Regions from separate parts of the Mus musculus genome. Here all the other regions are linked to region 4. The links are chromatin contacts, called in public Hi-C and HiChIP or PLAC-seq maps. All regions are on one chromosome and are shown on one strand. Each heading gives the region's core, a stretch centred on a gene start, on an enhancer-like site or on the middle of the called end of the contact. The rest is flanking DNA. Distances are from core to core; before and after follow the strand shown.

What was found. Hi-C and Micro-C count contacts between places; a contact is called where the count stands out from the background. HiChIP or PLAC-seq counts read pairs in DNA pulled down with a chosen protein or histone mark.
Region 1: a contact with region 4 is called in a Hi-C map of the N1E-115 cell line, with 10 times the contacts expected there. The contact joins the enhancer-like site here to the promoter of Nsun7 in region 4. A contact is called at or near these places in 8 of 39 promoter capture datasets (the 3T3-L1 cell line, frontonasal cranial neural crest, hippocampal neurons and 4 more), 1 of 15 datasets of contacts at CTCF or cohesin (embryonic stem cells), 25 of 484 Hi-C or Micro-C datasets (the HL-1 cell line, the N1E-115 cell line, the STO cell line and 15 more), 9 of 115 datasets of contacts at active chromatin or transcription factors (craniofacial prominence, embryonic basal ganglia, embryonic forebrain and 5 more) and 1 of 9 other capture datasets (pancreatic islet).
Region 2: a Hi-C map of embryonic stem cells shows a contact between it and region 4, with 5 times the contacts expected there. The contact joins the enhancer-like site here to the promoter of Nsun7 in region 4. A contact is called at or near these places in 12 of 39 promoter capture datasets (the C10 cell line, cranial neural crest, embryonic stem cells and 5 more), 5 of 15 datasets of contacts at CTCF or cohesin (the NIH/3T3 cell line, embryonic stem cells, pro-B cells and 1 more), 55 of 484 Hi-C or Micro-C datasets (the 63-12 cell line, the AML12 cell line, the C2C12 cell line and 17 more) and 14 of 115 datasets of contacts at active chromatin or transcription factors (craniofacial prominence, embryonic basal ganglia, embryonic hindbrain and 5 more).
Region 3: an H3K27ac HiChIP or PLAC-seq map of microglia shows a contact between it and region 4, with 6 times the contacts expected there. The contact joins the enhancer-like site here to the promoter of Nsun7 in region 4. A contact is called at or near these places in 1 of 15 datasets of contacts at CTCF or cohesin (pro-B cells), 7 of 484 Hi-C or Micro-C datasets (the AtT-20 cell line, Th2 cells and embryonic stem cells) and 2 of 115 datasets of contacts at active chromatin or transcription factors (memory CD8 T cells and microglia).

What each region holds. Positions count from the first base shown.
Region 1 is chr5:66,691,403-66,697,544 of GRCm38.p6, reverse strand. No RefSeq gene overlaps it. Among named protein-coding and RNA genes, the nearest start is that of Uchl1os, 18 kb to the right of the region's middle. Within about 2 kb of position 1,519, at least 2 of the 459 cell types and tissues checked have an H3K27ac peak or open chromatin away from gene starts, as enhancers often do. A contact at or near this core is called in the N1E-115 cell line, where this site is marked.
Region 2 is chr5:66,650,979-66,657,104 of GRCm38.p6, reverse strand. The region is part of intron 1 of Uchl1os (ubiquitin carboxy-terminal hydrolase L1, opposite strand); the gene reads left to right. Among named protein-coding and RNA genes, the nearest start is that of Uchl1, 22 kb to the left of the region's middle. Within about 2 kb of position 2,399, at least 37 of the 459 cell types and tissues checked have an H3K27ac peak or open chromatin away from gene starts, as enhancers often do. A contact at or near this core is called in the C2C12 cell line, nephron progenitors, uterus and 1 more, where this site is marked.
Region 3 is chr5:65,829,253-65,834,814 of GRCm38.p6, reverse strand. It overlaps a transcript of N4bp2 not described here. Among named protein-coding and RNA genes, the nearest start is that of Gm3521, 26 kb to the left of the region's middle. Within about 2 kb of position 2,439, at least 35 of the 459 cell types and tissues checked have an H3K27ac peak or open chromatin away from gene starts, as enhancers often do. A contact at or near this core is called in microglia, where this site is marked.
Region 4 is chr5:66,256,292-66,261,892 of GRCm38.p6, reverse strand. Nsun7 (NOL1/NOP2/Sun domain family, member 7) reads right to left here and starts at 1,995. Exons shown (of 13, transcript NM_001302833.1): 1 at 1,572-1,995; 2 at 649-1,052. The coding sequence starts at 964.

The DNA of each region.
Region 1 (6,142 bases), core at 270-2,769, 440 kb before region 4:
CCCATTCCCTCTGTATAATGGACTTCTGATTTGAACTTATTATTGTTCATTTTGATTTTACCATAAAATAATAAAACTTGGCAGAACTATGAATGGCCCAGCAAAAATATCCAATCCTCAGGGTTCATGTTGGCTAAAATATATCTAGACAAGATCATCTAGCCCAAAACACTGGGCAAAATGAGGGTGGTGTCCACACTGCTCCTCCTGGTTACTTCTGCTTGGCTACAAAAATGCCATAGGTTTTCCTGTACTGCCACCTTGTGGCCATAATGAGCATAGCTTTGAATAAGTCATTTAATGTACTTTGGATGTAAACAGAGAATTTAGGCTTAAGATTCTCTCTCTCTCTCTCTCTCTCTCTCTCTCTCTCTCTCTCCCTCTCCCTCTCCCTCTCCCTCTCCCTCTCCCTCTCCCTCTCCCTCTCCCTCTCCCTCCCTCTCCCTCTCCCTCTCCCTCCCTCTTTTCTCTCCCATCTCTCTTCTCTCCCCTCTCCTCCTCTCTCTTTCCCTTTCTCTCTCATCTCTTTCTCATCTCTCTCCCCTCTCCTCTCTATCCCTCCCTCCCTCTCCCATCTCTCTCTCCTCTCCTCCTTTCTCTCTCTCTCTCTCCCTCCCTCTCCCTCTCCCTCCCTCTTTTCTCTCCCATCTCTCTTCTCTCTCCCCTCTCCTTCTCCTCTCTTTCCCTCTCTCTCATCTCTCTCCCCTCTCCTCTCTCCCTCTCTCCCATCTCTCTCCTCCTCCTCCTTCTCTCTCTCTCTCTCTCTCCCTCTCTCTCTCTCTCTCCCCTCCCCCCCCCCACCCCTGCATAATGTCTGGTTGCTGGTCTCTGAATCTGTTACCATCTGCTGCCAGAGGAACCCTTTCTGATAAGCCTTGGATAAAGCTCTGATTTATAATTGTAGAAGATTATCATTAGAATTGTTAGTTGGTTGGTTTGTGATCAGTAGTTGTTAGATTTTATTCTAGGTCTTGTTTGTTTGTGATCAGTAGCTGTTTGGTTTTATTCTAGGTCTCTGAGCTATCTAGTCTCTGGTTCTCTGTTACCCAAGCAGTGTTTTGTGTGGGTTTCTTCTGGAGTGGGCCTTAGGTCCAATCAGACACTGGCTGGTTGCTATGCCCACAAGTCCTGTGCTACCATTGCCTTAGCATATTCTGCAGCAGGATAGATTGTAGGTGGAAGGTTTTGTGGCTGGGATGGTGTTCATGTTTCTCTCTAGGTAGCCTGCAGAGTGTGTTCCTTTACCAGAGAGACTAGAACACAGGGGTTAAGACTCCACACGGGCACAGCTTGGCTTCTCCATGCTCAATGAGTTGTGTGGGTGTTGTCTTCAGCAATGTGGCCCTGTTGCCAGTTTTCAGAGAGCAACCTTTTGTCTCAGCATCAGTGTGGGGTGTTTGGGGATTTCCATGGGACCCCCTTGGCCAGCAATTCAGGTGAATACAACCTAGTCCTGCCACTGGATGCCTCACCTGGGTACAAAAGATGACCAGCTGAGACTCTGCACCCCTCATTACTAGTACTCATTAGGACCACCTAAACATGCAGGTCTCCATCAAATCCCTCCCTTCAGAGCTCAGGGGAGCCGGTGGAAGAGGAAGCAGAAAATGTAAGAGCCAAAGGGGGTGGAGGACACCAGGAGAAGAAAGCCCTTTGAATCATAATCAAAGTGCATACGGGCTCCCAGAGACTGAAGCAGCAGTCACGGGCCCACAGTGGTCTGCACTAGCTATCAGCTGAGCATCTTTATGGGATTCCTGACCATGAGAATGAATGGGCCTGTGACTCATGTGCCTGCTCTTGGGACTCTCTTCCTCCTGTGGGGCTGCCGTGTTCAACTTCAATATGATAGCTTTTGTTTCATCTTATTACATTTTGTCATGTTGGTTGTTGTCTCTTAGAAGCCTGTTCTTTTCTAATGAGAGTCAGAAAGGGAGTGGGTCCGGAGGCGAGGGGAGGGGAGGGGAGGGGAGGGGGGAGGGGAGGGGGGAGGGGAGGGGGGAGGGGAGGAGGAACTGGGAGGAGTAGAGGGAGGGGAAACTGTAATCAGGATATAGTGTATGAGAAAAGAATCTATCATTTTCCTAATTTTAAAAATATTATTTACATCGGTGTTCTGCCTCCAGGTATGTCTGTGTGAGAATATCAGGATCCCCTGGAACTGGAGTTAAAGACAGTTGTGAGCTGCCCTGTGGGTGCTGGGATTTGAACCCCAGCCTCCAGAAGAGCAGTCAATGTTCTTAACTGCTGAGCCATCTCTCCAAACCCAGCATCTTTTTTTTTCAATAAAAGAAAACAATGGGGGGGGGAGCCTAAATTTGTATTTAAACATCCGAATGCTAGATATTTGAAGGTTTTCCTGAAACTATTAGAGACATTTTTGTTCTATTAGTTATATATGAGTCTCATTATATTTTCATATGCATATAGAGTGTATTTTGATCACATGGCCCTCTCCTCTCTCTTCTCGCCCTGTCCCCATCACTTCCTTCTTCATCTTTTCTGTGCTCTAAAGAGTTTAACTGGCTTAGCTTACGGAGCACGGCTGAGAAGTACTACAGATATTTTCATTTCACTCAAAGCAAATAAACCCACGAGCCCACGTTTTAAAAATGCTTTTGGCCCCATCGTTCAGATTTCCAGTTAAACAATTCCCTTGTTAACACTCAGCACCACTGGCCAGGCTCACCGTGTAATACCCCGAGTAACCTCGGAATTCTCCAGAGGTCATCACGGGACACAGCCCCTCAACCTTGAGCCAGAACCGTGGGCTGAGGCAATCTTCTTTTGTCTATAACTTAAAACACAAACCAAAACAAAGAACAAAACCCAAACAGGGCTGGCGAGAGCTCAGCAGTTAAAAAGCAGGTGCTGCTCTTGCAGAGAACCCGTGTTCAGTTCCCCGGCATCCATGATCTTCTCCTCTAGTCTCTATGGGCTCGCATGCATACACAGACACACATAAATAAAAAAAAAAAATCATTTTTCTTTACTTTTTTTTAAGATTTATTTATTTTATATATATGAGTACACTGTAGCTGTACAGATGGTTGTGAACCTTCATGTGGTTGTTGGCAATTGAATTTTAGGACCTCTGCTCACTCAAGTTCCTGCTCCCTCCGGCCCAAAGATTTATTATTATACATAAGTACACTGTAGCTGTCTTCAGATTCACCAGAAGAGGGCATCAGATCTCATTACGGATGGTTGTAAGCCACCATGTGGTTGCTGGGATTTGAACTCAGGACCTTTGGAAGAGCAGTCAGTGCTCTTACCTGCTGAGCCATCTCACCAGCCCCAACAAATCATTTTTCAAAAAGAAATTAAAAATCTCTACCCTCAAAAGTGCAAATAGCTCTTGACCCTTCATCTTACGGGAGACTGAATGTGCCATCTTACCATAAATGACACCATTGTGGGTTGTGAGCTATGAGTTAGGAACTTGGAGGTTTTTTTGTTTTGTTTTTTGTTTTTCTTTTTTCTTTTCTTTTTTTTTTCTTTTTGGTTTTTCGAGACAGGGTTTCTCTGTGTAGCCTTGGCTGTCCTGGAACTCACTTTGTAGACCAGGCTGGCCTCGAACTCAGAAATCCTCCTGCCTCTGCCTCCCAAATTCTGGGATTAAAGGCGTGCGCCACCACACCTGGCTTGTTTTTTTGGTTTTTGTTTTTTTTAAGGTATTCTGGTAAGGAACCTGGTCTGGTTTGGGGTCCGCAAGATGTTCAGCAAGTAAAAGTGTTTGCTGTTTAGCCCAAAGACCTGAACCCACAGAGTGGAAAGAGAGAACTAACTCTCAGAAGTTTGCTCTATGTTCTCCAAAAACATGCCACGGTGCACACACACGTGTATGCATGTGCGCACACACACACACACACACACACATACACACACATACACACTTTACCTTTTGAGGGAGGGGCAGGATGTAGCTATGTTGCTCAGGCTAGTCCCCAAACTCCTAGGCTCAAGGGATGCTCTTCCTCAGACTACCAGGGTGTGCACTATGCTCAGCTCTCAATTTGAACAGTTTAAGTCACATCGAAAAGGTTACTCAAGACATGGCCACATGCACAAAGTCCTACATGTATTCTTCTTGCACAATCCTGTGGGAGACGGGTGGCCCTGACATCCATCCCACCCTGCAGAACTGGGTGTGTGTGTGTGTGCACACTTGACACCAGGCAATCAGATTACACAAGGAGTTCACGGTAGCAAAAGCATGCCTGTCTCCCTGAGGATGATAACCCCAGTTGAAAAACCAATCAGGTAAACAAAGAAATGCTTTAGAAAGACCACACCATTCGAAGAGGAAAAAAAAAAAACTGTGTCAAATTAGCGGCTGGGTCATTATCTAACACGGTAGATGGGCAGGAAACTGAGTGTGGTCCAGATACGCTGAGGTTTTAGAGAACATAAAAATAAGTAGACCCATCTGCAACCCTATAGGAGGAACAACAATATGAACTAACCAGTACCCCCGGAGCTCGTGTCTCTAGCTGCATATGTAGCAGAAGATGGCCTAGTCGGCCATCATTGGGAAGAGAGGCCCCTTGGTCTTGCAAACTTTATATGCCCTAGTACAGGGGAACGCCAGGAACAAGAAGTGGGAGTGGGGGGGAGGGGAGGGGGGACTTTTGGGATAGCACTGGAAATGTAAATGAAGAAAATACCTAATATATCTAATAAATAAATAAATAAAAATAATTAAGTAATTCTGTAAGAGGGCCTGTTGAGGATAGGATAACACAGGGGCTAGGAGTCAGGGGAATTGGTCAGTAGTGTCTGCTATGACGTGTAAACCTGATTACTAGCATCATGTAAAGAGGTGAGCGTGGGGGGGGGGGGGCACACTGGCTGAAAAGCCACAGCCAACTGCTCACTGACCAGCCAGTGTACCTGTAACCAGACAACCCCAACTCCCACTGAGAGACCGCTCTCAGGGAACACGGTTGAGAGTACTTAAGGACAACATCTGAAGTTATCATCTAGCCTACACACTCGCACACACTTATACACTCGCACGTGCACACAGGCACGCGACCCACACATACACCAGATGACCTTTATGATATTGGCGACTAAATAAGTGGTACTAGTTTCAGCTGCAAATTGAAGAAAATTAGAAGTATGCTAGAATTAACAGCCAGGAATTCAGAGGAGTCTCGATCCTAGGGCAAGAACTTTAAAAAATTGTATTATAACGATAATGTAGTCATTCTTGGAAAGCTTGGGAAAGGAGATTATAAAGTTAAATCAATTATAAGCTCAATGGCTAGAAGCAGAGAGGGAACTGTGTTTTTAAGAATAAAGATAAAGGGCTGGGCAGTGGTGGCACACGCCTCTAATCCCAGCACTTGGGAAGCAGAGGCAGGCAGATTTATGAGTTCGAAGCCAGCCTGGCCTACAGAGTGAGTTCCAGGACAGCCAGGGCTACACAGAGAAACCCTGTCTGGGGGTGGGGGTGGGGCAGGTTCGGGGAGGAATGAATAAAGATAAGGGTATGCTGGGCTCAATGGATAAGAGCATTCTCTGCTCTTGCAGAGATCCTAGATTTAATTCCCAGCACCCACAAGGTGGCTCTCAGCCACTGTTAATTCATTCCAGGAGATCCAATACGCACATACATGCATGCTGAGAAAAAAAAAAAAATCACACACAAGGCTAAATAATCTAAAAAGTAATAACAGAGAAAAACAATAAAGATACAAGGCTGGTTATGGTGACATATGTCTTTAATCTCAACACACAGGGAGTCGGGGGCAAATGGATCTTTGTAGGTTCTAGGCCAGCCAGGGCTTCATAGTGAGAGCCTTTTTAGAAAGAGAGGGAGGGAGAGAGAAAGAGGGAAGGAAGGAAGAAATGAATTTTAAAAAGAAAAAGATAAAAAGAAGTGTGAATTTTACTGGGATATCCAAGCCAGCATACTGGAAGGATCAATCTAAATGAGAGGCCATGAAACTTCAATGTGTCTTTGCTAGGCCCATTTATGCCCAGGAAAAAATCCTATCCTGTATCTCCATTTGCTTTGGTGTGAATATTGGACACAACACCGACTAAGCAAGGAATCTTCCTTGGGCAGGCAGCTTGACCATGTGTCAGTCTTCCATGTTAAATACCAAGATCATACAATGTACTCATTTTTTTT
Region 2 (6,126 bases), core at 1,150-3,649, 390 kb before region 4:
AAATTCAGCAAAACCATGGGCTCTCAGTTCCTGCCTCTTCATGCAGAGTGCCGGGCCAGGCTGGAATGACAGAGGAGAAAGCCAATGACAAGACATGTCTTCTACACTTACAGTTTGATCAATTTTAAGATAAACCATCAATTTTATAGCTACTTTTCAGGGGAAGCAGGTTCATTCAATTTTTTTTAACAATTGTTTAAACAACAACAAAAACGTCTATATATTTTAGAAGCCAGACAACACAATGTTGTTTTGTTGTTGTTGTTGTTGTTGTTGTTGGTTTGGTTTGGTTTGGGGTTTTTTTGTTTTTTTGTTTTTTTTTTTTTTCAAGACAGGGTTTCTCTGTATAGTCCCGGCTGTCCTGGAACTCAACTTTGTAGACCAGGCTGGCCTCGAACTCAGAAATCCGCCTGCCTCTGCCTCCCAAGTGCTGGGATTAAAGGCGAGCACCACCACTGCCCAGCATTGTTTTGTTTTTTAAATAAGCTCTTCACAGTTTAGTGGTGTTCAGGGTAGCTGGCCATGTGCATTGCTCACAGTGAACTTGAGTTCCTGAAGTGAGGGCTGAGGACATGGGCAAACACAGTGACATTGATAGCAGGTAACAAGAGCTATATTCGGTACAAGAAAATCTCTATATATTTATTTGTGTATATGAGTATGTGTGTGAGAGAGAGTGTGTGTGTACTTGGGTGTGTGTGAATGTGTGTGCTTGTATGTATATTTGTGTGAGTGTATGTGTGTGAGTGTGTGTATGTGTGTGTGAGTATGTGTGTAAACCAAAGGTTGATGTCAGATTTCTTACTTGATCACTCCCCGTTTTATTTTTTTAAACTTTGTCATTTTGTCTAGACTGCCTGGTCAGCCAACCCTCACCTCCTTCTGTCTTTGTCTCCGGGATTTAAAAGTGTATGGCCATGCCCGACTCTTATGTGGGTACTGGGATTTGAACTTAGGTCCTCATGCTTGCACGACAAGCACATAGTGGAGCCACACAGTGGAGCTTGATCCCGTCCTGTGGTCCCCGGTTCTTCCTGGGAAGCAGGTGGCCAACTTCAGGGGTTCAGATGTAGATCAGGTTAACTGACTTCTTACATCTCAGTTTTCTCAAGAGAAAAAATGAAGATCACATGACCTCTGGGTTTCTTCCAGCTCTGAGATGCCTAGGACCTCAAGCAGCAGAAGATTAGAAATGTCTGAACCCCTGCCAGGCATGGTGGCGCACGCCTTTAATCCCAGCACTCGGGAACCAGAGGCAGGCGGATTTCTGAGTTCGAAGCCAGCCTGGTCTACAGAGTGAGTTCCAGGACAGCCAGGGCTACAGAGAAACCCTGTCTTGAAAAACAAAACAAAACAACAACAACAAAAAAGAAATGTCTGGACCCCTTTACATGAAAACCTAAGTTAATGAACCTGAGTTCAGTTCCCACATCCGTGTAAGGTGGCTCACAACCCAGCTCCCAGGAGCCCAGTGACCACCCCTGGCCTCTGTGGGCACTACACAGGAGCCCATACACAGATACACACACACAATTTTAAAATAGAAAAATCTGTTTTTAAAAGAAGATTAAGTTAAATCTGTGATGGTCTCCCCTAATGTGCACATTCTGTTTCTGAAGTATTGGCCAAGTGTGGTCAATGAAGTACAATGAGACACTCTGAGGAAAGTATATTCACATACGTTTTATACGGTGTGTTATAATTGCTATTTTTATCATTAATTTCTGCCATTAATCTTCTGCTCTACCTAATTTATGAATTAAATTTTCACATAGATTGGCATGTATAGAAAATCAAATAAAGAACGAACACTGTACTTTTTAATTCCTTAACTTTGGCCATTAGACCCTTTTTATATCATTGGTATGGGACAGACGGGAATTGCCAGTTAAAATTGGTTTCTGACATGTGCTTCTGAGCCAGGTTGTCTGTTTTCTTTTATAAGAAGGTTAGTATGTGAGGAATATGATAAGCAAGTGGTTTTGTTTTTTTTTTAATCTATAAATGCACCATGGAGAGAGATTTTTATTTTCTTGAGTAGTTGAGTTCTAAGATCTAACAAAGCATTTTTTTAGTGAAGAAAATCAATGTATAGATGCATAGTGCCTTGTTCCTCTCTGGCTATTTAGTGGTCTAAACAAAGGAAGCAACCTAAAACAAAATAGCGTGTGGGAGCTGGAGAGGTGGCTCAGTGGTTAAGAGCACTGGCTGCTCTTCCAGAAGACTCAGGTTCAGTTCCAAGCACCCACATGGTAGCTCACAACTGTCTGTAATTCCAGCTCAAGGGGATCCAACACTCTCACATAATACCACTTCCAGGGTAGCCAGGACTATACAGAGAAACCTTGTTTCACAAAGCAGAACTCAACCAACCAACCAAACCCCCTCCACATCCTGTCTAAAACTGGGGAAACTAAAAAGGAATCCATGCTTAGGTAGAAGTAGTGAAACTGCGGAGCCCTATAAACAAAAGGTTTTTAGAATCTGCCATGCAGAAAGCAGAATGAAAACATCACCACTGACTTTAGCAGCAGCTAGGAAACCAGACGCCAGTGGGACAGCATCTCCCACAGGCTGGGAGTGGTCTGGAAATGTGCCACATTTCACAGAGTGTGTGCACAGCGCACACAACGCCCTGGATCTGTCTCTCCAACAAAGCTGAGCGTAGTGATGTCATCCTGCAATCCCAGTACCTCAGAGGTGGAGGCAGGGGGACCAGAAGTTCATTCTCTGGTACATAGCGTGCCAGAGGCCAACCTAGGATACATGAGATCCTGTCTCAGAAAACAATTGCTTAGAGAATATAACTGCCACCCTGGAATTTCACATCCATCCAAATTATCTTTCAAAACAAAGGGGGGAAAATGTACATATAAACAGGAAATACATTTACTATCAGTTACAGTGAATTAGAATTAAGGAAGAGAATAATCCAACAGATGGTCTACGGAAAAAGGATTAAAGTAATGTGGGTCTCTCTCTCTCTCTCTCTGTGTGTGTGTGTGTGTGTGTGTGTGTGTGTGTGTGTGTGTGTGTGTGTGGTTCTTTGTTTGTTTTTTTGTTTTTTTTTTTTTTTGAAACAGGGTTTCTCTGTGTAGCTTTGCCTGTCCTGGAACTAGCTCTGTAGGCCAGACTGGTCTCAAACTCACAAGAGATCCATCTGCCTCTGTTTCCCAAGCACTGAGACTAAAGGTGTGTCCCACCACCATTCGGCTAAAGTGATGTTTTTTTAGAAGCATGTATAGAACTCCAAATAAATATTAGTTGTGTAAAATAGCTTTTATTTTATGGTATTAATAAGAAGCTAATATTTAGAATACTGTTCTGCATAGGAACATAGTATATTGAAAATAAAAATATTCAAAGGTCCTTAATTGTTCTGGCAAGGGCCAAGAAATTCAAAATTAGAGCCAAATAACTTAAATGGTCATAGTAGTATTTCAAGGAAGATTAATAAAAGGTCTGTAAATTCAATCGATTAGAGATAAATTTAAAAAAAAATGTAATCAACCCCTCCAAAGACCAGGATCTATGAAAAAAAAAAAAAACAGTGAAAGTCCAGAACAAGTTGGGACGAAAAGGTAAAATGGTCAGAGAGACAAATGCAAAGGAACAAGCCAGATGTAAATGAACTAGGCGTACAAGTGTTGTACAGTTAGATTTTCCAAATGGATGCTATTTTGGATCATACCTCAAGCATTCGGATATGGCCAGATTGAAAGTAAAAGAAGGGGGCTGGCGGTATGGCTCTGACTGCTCTTCTAGAGGTCCTGAGTTCAATTCCCAGCAACCACCTGGTGGCTCACAACCATCTGTAGTGAGATCTGGTGCCCTCTTCTGGCCTGGAGGCATACATCCAGGCAGAAAGCTGTATACATAATAAAAAAAATAATAAATAATAATAAAATAATAAATAAATAATAATAAAAGAGAGAAGAGAAATTTATTTAAAATATTAACCAGAGAAAATTTATTAAAAAATACTGTGTGCTCCTAATAAAGTAGCCTCAAATAGACCAGGGGAGAAACTGAGTGAAACAGATCGACTCGCCCCACCCTGTGAGTCTAACAGATAATACAGGGCAAGTACTGGTCAAAAGCCTATGGATTTGGTGCTGGTGACATGGCTCTACAGGCATCGTGCTTGCCACCAAATCTGGCAACCAGAATTCAATCCCCTGGACCCATAGAGTAGAAGAAGAAAACTCCCACAAGCTGTCCTCTGACCTCCTCCGTGACAGGCCGTGGCTACATCCACATTACAGACAAATAAATATAATCTTTTAATGTTTTGAAAGCCTTGCCGATTTATTTACAAAGACACCATAGAAAAGTCAGTTTACCTGGCAGGCCTTCCTGATTTGTGCGGCCTTCCACACACACCCTGAGGCACGCCCCCCCATCTCCCCACCCCTGCAGCCCCCTCCTGCACCCCCCCCCCGCAGCCCCCACCTGCACCGCCCCCTGCAACCCCCTCCTGTCGCTTCCCCTCCCCACAGCCTCCTCCTGCACCCAACCCCCCCCCCGCAGCTCCTTCCTGCAGACCCCCCCAGCCCCCTCCTGCAGCTCCCTCCTGCAGCCCCCCCAGCCCCCTCCTGCAGCTCCCTCCTGCAGACCCCCCCAGCCCCCTCCTGCAGCTCCCTCCTGCAGACCCCCCCAGCCCCCTCCTGCAGCTCCCTCCTGCAGACCCCCCCAGCCCCCTCCTGCAGCTCCTTCCTGCAGACCCCCCCAGCCCCCTCCTGCAGCTCCCTCCTGCAGCCCCCCCGCAGCCCCCTCTTCCACCCCACCCCACCCCCAGCCCCCTCCTGCCACCTCACCCCACCCCAGCCCTCAAGTAGGTTACAGTCCAGGGCTTAGGCCTCTCTTACACATTAGCATTTCCAGACCTTTCACCTTCTTCTAGGTCACTTTGAGGCCTTGGGAAGAGCTCTCCCTAAGCCACCTAGCCCAGTGTCCCCTTGTGCTTACTCAGGCTCAGCTCATCCTGAAGTCTAGCCCTCCTTTCCTGTCCTCATCCCAGTCCCAGTGCTGCAGCCTGTTGTTTGGGGTTCTGTCCTTCGTTTGCAAGATGACACTTCTGCACCTTGAAATCAGGAGGTGCCACTTCAAGGGCAAATGGAACCGGAAGGTGAGTGCTCTCTCCAGGTCAGCCTCTTGCTTGAACCACAGCAGTTAGGATTAACAAGTTTAACAAGCTCTTGTGGTTTGCTGCCATTAAAAAAAAAGGTGTATATGGCTTGCAGAGGTCAGAGAAGCGTTGGGTCTTCAGAACGGGAGTTACAGATGGTGAGCTGCCGTATGGATGCTGGGAATCAAACAAACCTAGGTCTTCCGGAAAAGCTTCCAATACTTTCCATCTCTGAGCCATTTCTCCAGACCCGTTTGTTGCCATTTTTGACACCTGGCAGTTCACCAGCTCAGGTGAACGGGCATATAAAAGAGCAAGTGTGTGTGTGTGTGTGTGTGTGTGTGTGTGTGTGTGTGTGTGTGTAGAGAATACATGTGCGTGCTGACCACAATTAAGAATATTAATCTAAGCCAGGAGGTGGTGGCACATGCCTTTAACCCCAGCACTTGGGAGACAGAGGCAGGAGGATCTTTGAGTTCAAGGCCAGCCTGGTCTACAGAGCCAGGACAGCCAGGGTTACACAGAGAAACCCCGACTCAAAACAAAACAAAAAACTTTGTAAAGTGGAGGATGAGGCCGTGAGTTCTAATCTCTAGCATGCACGGGAGAATCCAGACACGGGACCAACAGTAAAAGGTTTGGGGGTGGGGGGAGTAAAAGTGCCTGCCGGGTTAACCTGAAGATGCCATTCAACCTGGAACCATGTAAAGGCAGGAAGAGAAGACTAACTACAAAGTTGCCAATGCTCTGGATTTGGCATCCGTGTGGTGGGTAAACTGAGGCAGGCAGCTGTTGGGGGTCAGTGCTTAGAGCCGCTGACTAAGTGGATCCTGAGACCTACAGGGGCTGCCGCCAAAGGCAGTCAGCGATTGGAAAGGCTGCTCAGCAGACTTTTTCCCTGAGGAAACAAAAGTAACTAGAGCCAGCACTCTGTATAGCCAGCAGAAAACGATGAATGCTTTTAACTCCTTGGGGCTGGCGAGAAAGAGAAAGAAAGT
Region 3 (5,562 bases), core at 1,190-3,689, 430 kb after region 4:
CTGTGAGCCAAAATAAAGCCCCTTCTTCCCTAGCTTGCTTTATCACAGCAGCAGGAAAAGTAACGGCTACAAGCCAAACATCGGGTTTGTCGGGGGCTTGTCATGCTGCAGAGACTATGCTTAAACTAGCGGACAAGTGTTTCCCCAAGATCCCTAAGTAGCTGGGACGAGGCACACAACTGCCCCCAGTGTATCTATCTCTTCTCCCCAGTGTAGCAGATATGGACGTCACCTTCTCCTGCTCCACTTCTAATGAGCTTGCTGTGCTGCAGGGCTGCAAAACTTGCTTCCCAGACCATGCCTGCAGATGAAGCTCTCTACGGAAAATCGGCCTTGCTGAGGTCTGGAAGTAGTAAGGTCCAGGGCACCTCTGTTGCTATTGCTTACTCTGCTGAGAAATCACGTAGCAGAGATGTCTCCGTTTTCTGCAAACCTTTTCTGATATGTACTCAGGGTAAGCTAGAAACATCTGTGGTGGTAGCTTCCTTCCTGGTGCCTCACCTTCAAATCTAGCCACGGTAGTAGCTACTAGGCAGGTTAATTCTGCAAGAACTCATTCCAGACACAAGCCTACCTACCCTCCACTTCTTTAAATAACCCACTGACAAGAAAAAGAAGAAAAAGAGAAAGAGAAAGAGAAAGAGAAAGAGAAAGAGAGAGAGAGAGAGAGAGAGAGAAAGAGAAAGAGAAAGAGAAAGAGAAAGAGAAAGAGAAAGAGAAAGAGAAAGAGAAAGAGAAAGAGAAAGAGAAAGAGAAAGAGAAAGAGAAAGAGAAAGGAAAGGAAAGGAAAGGAAAGGAAAAACGTTTTCAGTTGGACACAGTGGCACATCTGCAGTTCCTACATATGGAAGGCAGAAATGAGAAGAACTTTAGTCTAGGCCTCCTCACGTGATCATGTCTCATAAGAGAGAACAAACCAAAAATCCTACCACAACCAAAAACTGTCTATACAGTTTTAAGTGTATTCAAAAGTAGGTATTCAATATTCAGCCCATCTTCAACAGTTACTAACTTACATCCAAACGGATTTTGGTTTTGAGGCAAGATCTCCCCCATACCATCCAAACTCCAAATTATTGACCCTCCTGACTGCCAATCCATGCTTGAATCCACGTAGATCCTGAGCTATATTAGTGCATCCCCCACCACCTATTTTCAAGTAAATCTCTACCGTGTCATTTCTAGCATGCACTTTGTAAAGCAGCAAACCTTAAGAGTTCAGCATGACCACTACCCACTCAGTGCTCACACTGCTAAAGTACCGTTTATTGTAGTACATTTTGCTTTGCTGAGCCAGAACCCACAGAAAGAGGCAACTGGCTAACATATTTCAGCCTTTATGTCTAAGTCCTCCCTTCATCGGTGTTCTTCTCTGCAACTGGTTTTGAAGAAACCATCTGGGCTGGAGAGATGGCTCAGCAGTTAGGAACACTGACTGTTCTTCCAGAGGTCCTGAGTTCAATTCCCATCACTTTTATAGATGGCTCACAAACCATCTATAAAGTGATCAGACGCCCTCTTCTGGAGTGTCTGAACATAGCTACAATGTGTGTGTGTGTTTTAAAAAACAAAAACAAAAAAAAACCTATCTTGTTCACTTCCCACTCTATATTTTGGTGACTGTGCCCGATAGTCTGCTTGACCTAGTTCATACTTCAGTCTTCCAAAATTCCTAAACATTGCTGGGTATAAAGGCTTCATTCTCCAAGATGCAAGTGAGTTTTCTGAGCTCTGCGTTAGCCTCAGCCAGGCAGCTAACAATGGCGTGACTAGTTTGGGAACACTTAAATGCAGTTCCTATCTTGAAAGATGTGAGGGGTTGAGGGGGGTTGAGGGGGGTTGCTGCTTTTTGACCACTATGGGGTGGGTATGTGACTTTCAGCTGTTCATCTGTGAAAACCAAAGATTAACCAGTGGCAATGGTCCTTGCCAGCTCCTGGGGTGGGGAAACTAGTTATCTGACCTATTCTCATCCCTTCAAGGACAAAGTGTCCTTCAGGGTGCTAATTTAGAGGTCTCTTATTAGTCTCTTATAAGTACCAAGTTTTCTGGGCTTTCAGTTGTTTTCTGAGGTACCTTTGGCAAAGGGCATTTCCACCTGGCCTTGGCAGCACCTTCTACCTACTTGCTAATTATACCATGTTTTTAGAGTGTTAATGATTTCATTCAGAATTTGTAGCTTTCCCAATTCCCCCAGTGGGTCAGTCCAAGTATGTACAAAACACGCTCATATCTCACATTAAATAGAAAAGGCAGATGTAACAATTCCAGGAGCGTGACTAGATAGATTAGCATCCTCCAAGGAGCTCTGACCGAGCTCTGGCAGGTCACGTAGCTCCTTCCCTAATGAAGGCCACAAGGCTTCCCCTTGTGGTGAAGTAGGACTGGCTCCCACAGTAATACTTTCATTTTCTTTAGAGGATACCCTAGATTTCTCAACTCTCGGAAAATTGTGTCCACTACAGTACACGTCACTCCTGACACAACTTCCTTTGTTATACCACTGATACAATGAGAATGCAAGCTACAGGCCTCAAGGCAAGGTGTTCAAAAGAAGCGTGGCTGTCTTAGACATGTCTCACTGCTTCTTGTTTAAAAGAGTATTTATCTGATGTCATGGGAAAGAAAATATCCTCAGCACCACTTCCCAGTACCCTTTAGATAAGGGGCCTCACTACCACCCCGCTCCACCTCACTTTACAGCCTGCAGCTTCCTGCATCTGACGGAGACAGGCCACTGATGGGTTACACTCACTGTCATTTCTCCACCCTTACGTAATGAATATGCTTATACTGTGAAACTTCAGTGATATTAAGAGCTAATATCTCTTCAGCTATTAAAACTAGTGAAAGAAATTGTGACAAGTGTGGCCCCAGGGACAGCGCCAGATCCCAGCAAAGGCAAGTTAACGCACATAAAGACAAAGACTTCTAAATGCTTCCATCTTTCCCTCATTCAGTTACACATTTGTAGCAGGAGAGCCGTGGTTAAGCTCCCCCACCATCTAAAACCGTGACCTCCTCTCCCCAGTTCCTTCTTCATAAGCAGGCTCGGAGTCCTCAGATACAGAAGGAAACCTAGCTCTTAGCCTGTTTTACTTGTTGCAAATCACACGCACCAAATATTGAGCTTTTTGACATGATATAGTTAAAAGAGGAGGCATAAAGTAACATGCCAATGGGTTAGCTAGGCAGTATCACCAGGAATAGTCTACAGGCTACACCCAGGTGCTACCACTAAGTTGTCAAAAGTGATCCTGTTAGCAGTCAAATGATGAACCCGGAATCAATTTCCTCAGCCATTGCTAAGATTACTTGAATGCTTAAAATCAAAATGCATAACATTGTGGGTTATCCTTATTACTCTTTAGTATTTGGAAGTTATCAATCACCTGATAAAGGAATGCATCAAGCACTAATTTCTACTTATCTGTACATATATCATGGTAAAAATGACAAGGCAGAGAGTGATAGCTATTCTTTCTTTCAAGAGGATACTCAAACCTTAGCTAAATATAGGCAGTCTGAACCAGATACTTCCCAGACTTGATGTAGGTGCACGTGACCTCATGACTACATTCTGGCTAATAAAATGAAAATTGAAATGTACTACAGAGCTTCCAAAAAGCACCTTTCAAAGCGCTGGCACCTGCCCACTGCCACCCTCCCATCCTTTCAATAAAATGACAAAAAATTAAAAGGACCTTAAATTCTTCAAAACAGTCATGGATCAGAGAGCTCACACCAGTCCTAGATCTTTACCTCTGGCATTTAGTATCAAGAGAGAAATAAGCCATTGTTATGTCTTATCCAAAATACTTGGTTACTCATCTCTCCAAAATACTGGCTTTCTCTGGATACAGGACAAAGGCAACTCCATAAATGAGAGATTTTCAGACATGTTAACCAGCCACCCCTCCCCTCTTTTCTTTTTTTTTTTTTTCTTTTACTTTTTATATTCTTATTTGAGATAGGGTCTGACTATATATAGCTGTTCTGGAACTTACTATATAGACCAGGCTAGCCTCAAACTCAAGAGATCCTCCTGTCTCTGCACCAGCACATCAAGCTCGTGTCTCTCTCTAAGGACATATGCAGCTGTTACACACTAGGAATCAGATAGTCTCGGTTGGTGTTGTGCCTCTGCCACTAACTGGCAAGTCAGTAAACTTCTGTAGTCCTTATGTCTCTATCCATTGAACTGGGGAAGCACCATCTATGTAAGAAGATCCCCTAGAGACCCACATGTAGGCATATATGAAAGTATTAGGCAATATGAATCACTATACACATATTAATTGCTGAGACTATAAGACAACTGTGAGTAGAAACTATATTACACTGTATTTTCAGTAATAAGTGCTCAGTAAATATTTGTTGAATAAGTATGCTAACATCTTCGATAACTTATTCTTTTTTTTTTTTTTTGAGCTGAATGAAGCTGTTAGAGAATTGTTTGTGTTCCTAATGAGAACAAATAACTCCAAATTTTGATTGTCAGTCAAAAGATGCAAGGGTGTGAAGAGAGAAGCTAGCCCACCTTTCTTGTCCAAAAGTGAACCCACTTGCATAAGCAACACAAGCTGGCACGGTTGTCCAGAAGTGTAGATTTTATGACACTGTTCCCAGAGAATCACAAAGACACATCTTTAAATATTTAAGCCACTAAACCGACCACATCAAACAAAGGATTTCTTCACACTGGACTGTGATGAAAGCATTTTATTAAATTAATTGTGTAATTTGTAAATGGTTTCATAAGAAATTTTAAAAGCAACGTTATAAACATTTTCAATAAAAAAGTACAGAGTTGACAGCAAAAAAATCACATTTTTATAGTACAAATAAAAACATTTTGTTTCTGATATACCATCTGAAAATCTTATAGTCTATTCTTCAACTGCTAGCTGCAATGTGGCACTTTAATGAGACAGAGGGGGAATTCAACAAAGCAGGTTCATCACCTGACCACGGAAGTCAAGCTCAAATGTGAGGACAGTGAATGAACTCCGGCATCATCTAACTGAGGTTACGAAGGCTTCAGGACACAGGTGTGTTCGAGCCTCGTTTCTCTATTCGCTTCTGTAAGGAGGCATCAAGTAATACTGTAAACTTAAATCACACTTTAAAAATCAGCACCATTAACATACATTCTACATCAACTTACTTTTGCTTTTAAATGGCACTTGGTTTTGGCCACGCAGACATTTAAGTCTGTTTTCTTTACAAGTATTTAAAAATAAGCGACACTTAAGCACAGCACAGGACATCATCAGTGTCACCTCATTGCACAATGGTAAAGCACTCAGAAAAAACAGCACACATTATTTTTGTCCATTTCTTACATTTTCTTAATTGAAAGCAGTTAAAACATTGTCAGAGCAATTTCTTGAGTTTCAAAAGTTTCCAACTGCCAGCTCAGAACTAACTAACATGTCCTTACACATGCCCTTCTAAAGCAAACAGAACACTTGAATTTATAAAGAAAAAGACCAAAACAAAGGACAGGAAACCACCGCAAAGAACTGGAAGCTGTTGCTTCTCAAATCTGTTTTAATGCAC
Region 4 (5,601 bases), core at 746-3,245:
TGAATAACCCTTTTCGGGTTGACTCAGTTGAGGTATTTACTGTTTAAAGATTATGCTTTTCTTCTTCTGTCTCTCTGCTGTCTCCCTTGGCGCTGTCACACCTCGTGAACATAAAACACAAGGTGCAAGCACACACACACGAACTCGGTGGAGCTACATAGAGGGAGAGGGGATGAGCAAGGGAAGCGCCCCCTCTTCCCATTCATGGACTTGTTCCCTGGTTTCTTTGCTGTTTGTTCTTTTCTTTTTCTTTTTGAGAAGGGCCTGGCTCTATAGCCCATCCTGGCTTGGAACTCCAAATCCTCAAGGCTCAGCCGCTGGGAGTACAGGCCTATACAACCATGTCGGCTCCTGCTCTTTTTAACGACCCCACTATACCTATCTAAGGGCAAATGCAGTCGAATTCTCTAGTCCCCCTTAGGACGCCTTCATTTTTAGACTGTTGTGATACACATATGTTTGAGGAGCTAGGCTGCATTCCATTAATTCCCACTCCCACCCTCCACCCTACCCCCAACCCCCCACCCCCGCCTCCTGAAACAGAATCTCACTTTGTGGCCCAGGTTGGCCTTGTACTACGTATAAGCCACCGTGCCTGGCTTTTCCATTTTCTTTTAGCGCTGCTCTTTAGGAACTGCTATTACTTACACTTCAGGGTACTGAAAGCCAACTCATAGGACAAGCGCTGGAAAGATTCATCCTCGGAGCGGGAGGAGGAGGGCTGCAGGGGTTCACTTCCGTAATTTATTATGACTTTGTCTGGCGACCTTTGGATCCGAATACCCTGAAAAATGTTCGCTGCCGTAACGTACACGGAGTCTGGGTAGCTGGGTTTTTCTAGGACGACGGTTGAAGAGTTTGTATTGGCGACTACATCCCCCGACATCTCCAGGGAAGCGAGTTGGGAGATCTCCTCCATGTTTTCTTGGTCAAAAAGGTCCCTTTCACTCGTTGGGTCCAGCATGTTTGCCCCTGATGTCAATAACTCAAGCTTCAAGTTCAAATCATGTGGTCCAGGGAGATCTCTATCCTTGTAGTCTTAAGCATCGTCTCTGAGAAAAGAGAAGGTTATCTTAGTAAATCTCTGTATCTACAGCACCTATCTTAATTCTCTCTCTCTCTCTCTCTCTCTCTCTCTCTCTCTCTCTCTCTCTCTCTCTCTCTCTCTCTCTCTCTCTCTCTCTCTTTTCGAGACAGGGTTTCTCTTTGTAGCCCTGGCTGTCCTGGAACTCACTCTGTAGCCCAGGCTGGCCTTGAACTCAGAAATCTGCCTGCCTCTGCCTCCTAAGTGCTTGGATTAAAGGCATGCGCCACCACCGCCTGGCTTGATGTCCCCTTTTTTTGTGACCTTAGAGACATGACATGTACTAGCCCATCGGAACATCCCATACTTCCAACTGCAATGAAAACTTGCACAGGGGGTGGGGGGAGGGGGGGAGACAGCTGGAGAACCTCACCACCACAACCACCAGCATCACCACCACCAGCACCCTTTGTCACAGCCCATTAAGGACAGACCCACTAGGTCCCCCTAAGCATCCCGGCATCCCAGGGAGTAAAGGTCCTATCACCTTCTCCGCGAATCCGCCCTTCTCTGGGGTTGGGATGTTTTCCGGGGCTCTGGGGCTGAAGACGCGGCAGCCTCTGCACTTGGGGCGATGGAGGAGGTAACAGGCCCTCGGGAGCCCCGGGAAGCCGCGGCCCGCGGAGGCCGTTTGGTTTAAGTGCAGCCACACCACCCACCGGGTTCGGCCGGGGGAAAGCGCTCGGCGCCCGCGCCAGCTACGTCCAGGGTCCCTGAGGGAGACGCTGCCTCCTCGGGGCTCGCCCTCGCGCTCCGGGGACACTGCTCAGGCCGAGCTCTCGGCTCTCTCCGGGTCCCTGAAAGAAAGCGGAGCTCTGGGTCCCTAAGGGGACACTTCTCGTGACCGTCCCGGAGCTCGTGAGGCAGCCCTAGTGGGTAAGGCAGCAAGGAGCAAGGAGCTGGGTCCACACTGAACCCTGGATGCGGAAATCGGGTCCCTCAGGGTGCCCGGATCTCCATGGCAACGGGAGGGGGCGGGGGAAGGGCTCTGCGCCAGGCTTTCCCAGTGGGAACTGGTAGGGGTGACTCTTCACCAGTTTCTTGTACTCCTGTGGGCAGTTGGCAGCCGTTCAGCCCCACTTGGAAGCTCAGGCCAGGGTTCCTGAGCATTCTGGCTTGGTCTCCTTCTTTAAACACTTAGAGATTGAAGTAGGTGAAGTAGTTCCGGCGGTTTAACTCTCAGGCACCTGAAGCCCGTTAAAATGGAGATGGCTGGACCCATCATCAGGGATTCTGAGTCTAGGCATGAGACTCAAAAATTCGCTTTTCTTTTCTTTTCTTTTCTTTTCTTTTCTTTTCTTTTCTTTTCTTTTCTTTTCTTTTCTTTTCTTTTCCTTTCTTTTCTTTTCCTTTCTTTTCTCTTCTTTTCTTTTCCTCTTCTCTTCTCTCTCTCTCTCTCTCTCTCTCTCTCTCTCTCTCTCTCTCTCTCTCTCTCTTTAAATTTTGTAATCCCTGTATCCCTGTGCAATTAGCCCAAAGGCCATGGTATGGAGGACTCATGCATCTGCTAGCAGTATCTTACCAACTCAGTAAATCTTTGAGAAAGGCAAGGTTTCTGGTAGGTGGCCCCTGTTGCTCATCCCGAGTCCACTTGTAGGCAGAAGGGGGAGGAAGACAACATGCCCATGCCTTCCAAGGACAGGGCTGGAAAGATGCACACATCATTTTGCTTGGTTTCCACTCCAGAATTAGTCACAGAACATGCTTAATAACAAAGGCTGGGGAATGCATCCAACTAAAACTCAAGGGAATTCCTGTAAGCTGGGTGTGGGGGGGGGGGGATTCATAATGACAGAAAGGCGTTGTCCTGTTATATGCATACCTCTTCCCCCTGATTTGAGCAAGTGTTTATTAAATCTTACTTTCTGTTTGCCATTGTGTTCAGAACTGAAAGCAGAAACCAAACAGGACCAGGGACCTGCCATCACAACTGTGACAGTTGGGGAACTCAGATCTTGGCAGCCTTCATTTTTTCATTATTGATATCTGTGTACATACCTATATCTGTGTACATACCTATATTGATTGACCTTCTCTATTCTTTCCAGATATAAAACACACACTCTAAAATAGTTCTGCTAGACCTTTTTTTTCCTCCATTTTTAATTAGGTATTTACTTCATTTACATTTCAAATGCTATCCTGAAAGTCCCCTATACCCTACTCCCAACCCCCACCGCCACGGCCCCCACCCCCACCCCGCTCCCCTACTCACTCACTCCCACTTCTTGGCCCTGGTGTTTCCCCTGTACTGGGGATATAAAGTTTGCAATACCAAGGGGCCTCTCTTCCCAATGATGGCCAACTAGGCCATCTTCTGCTACATATGCAGCTAGAGACACGAGCTCTGGGAGTACTGATTAGTTCATATTGTTGTTTCACCTATAGGGTTGCAGATCCCTTTAGCTCCTTGGGTACTTTCTCTAGCTCCTCCATTGAAGGCCCTGTGTTCCATCCAATAGCTGACTGTGAGCATCCACTTCTATGTTTGCCAGGGATTGGCTTAGCCTCACAAGAGACAGCTATATCAGGGTCCCTTCAGCAAAATCTTGCTGGCATATGCAATAGTGTCTGTGTTTGGTGGCTGATTATGGGATGGACCCCCAGGTGGGGCAGTGTCTGGATGGTCCATCCTTTCGTCTCAGCTCCAAACTTTGACTCTGTAACTCCTTCCATGGGTGTTTTGTTCCCAATTCTAAGAAGGGGCAAATTGTCCACACTTTGCTCTTCTTTCTTCTTGAGTTTCATGTGTTTTGCAAGTTGTATCTTGGGTATTCTAAGTTTCTGGGCTAAAATCCACTTATCAGTGAGTGCATATCATGTGAGTTCTTTTGTGATTGGGTTACCTCACGCAGGATGATACCCTCCAGATCCATCCATTTGCCTAGGAATTTCATAAATTCATTGTTTTTAATAGCTGAGTAGTACTCCATTGTGTAAATGTACCACATTTTCTGTATCCATTCCTCTGATGAGGGACAACTGGGTTCTCTCCAGCTTCTGGCTATTATAAATAAAGCTGCTATAAACATAGTGGAGCATGTGTTCTTATTACCAGTTAGAACATCTTCTGGATATATTCCCAGGAGAGATATTGCTGGATCCTCCGGTAGTACTATGCCCAATTTTCTGAGGAACCGCCAGACTGATTTCCAGAGTGGTTGTACCAGCTTGCAATTCCACCAGCAATGGAGGAGTGTTCCTCTTTCTCCACATCCTCGACAGCATCTGCTGTCACCTGAATTTTTGATCTTAGCCATTCTGACTTGTGTAAGGTGGAATCTCAGGGTTGTTTTGAGTTCTGCTAGATCTTTATCTTCATTTTATCACACACCTCTCTTTTTCTAAGATGCTGAGCAAGAATGCTACGGTCACAGAGATAACAAATATGGAAGGCCGCTTGGAGGTCAGGATATGTTTTACTGTGTATCTACTACACAGTGTACAGTCTAATCTGCAGGGGATGTGAGATGCTAGATAGCTATAAAGTTTTAAGTATTGTCTTTCGGACTATTGTTTGAGGAACTTCTTTTTATACACTTGTTCAATATGTGGCTCTTGGCTGTACTGAAAATGATATTGACTAAGAAAAGCCATACTCCTTAAGCAGAACTTAGGCAGGCAGCTGTGTTAGTAAAGTCATGGTTACTAGTTATTTTAATCATGTGTGTAAGGGATTTTAAGCTTGCTTCCTTAGCTCTTCTGGCTTACGGCCTCATTGTGATCTTGCTGTACTGGAAGTGAAGGCTACAGAAAAAACATATTAAATTTCAGTGTACAGCACAAACAGGTAACCATAGCAATAAGTCTATGCATTCAGTTGTGGTGAAAGTTGTATAATAAAAACAGGTAGTCTTTGTCTAAATTACACTCTGTAACATGATCAGAACATTAAGATGGAGATGATACAGAATTCAGAATTAGACAGCTAGGGCTTTCTGCCTGTTAAAGGAACCTAAAGAATGGTTTCCCTCAGGAGGTAGAATATTTGAAATATTGACTGAGAGTACTAGGGGGCTAGAGAGATGGCTCAGAGGTTAAGAGCACTGACTGCTCTTCCAGAGGTCCTGAGTTCAAATCCCAGCAACCACACGGTGGCTCACAACTCTCTGTTATGAGATCAGATGCTGTCTTCAGGTGTGTCTGAAGACAGTTACATGTAATACAGTACTTACATGTAATAAGTAAACTCTAAAAAGATATAAGTAGACTGAGAGTTCTAGTGTAAATTATCCATGTAATATTTGGTTATTTAAATTTAATGTGGACATAGAAAACTATGTCCAGGAGCTGGAGAGATGGCTTAGTGGTTAAGAGCACTGGCTGCTCTTCCAGAAGACCCAGGTTCAATTCCCAGCACCTACATGGCAGCTCTCAATTGTCTGTAACTCCAGTTCCAGGGGATCTGACTCCCTCATACAGATATACATACAAGCAAAACACACATGCACACAGAATAAAGTTTAAAAATATTTAAAAAGAAGCCGGGCGTGGTGGCACACGCCTTTAATCCCAGC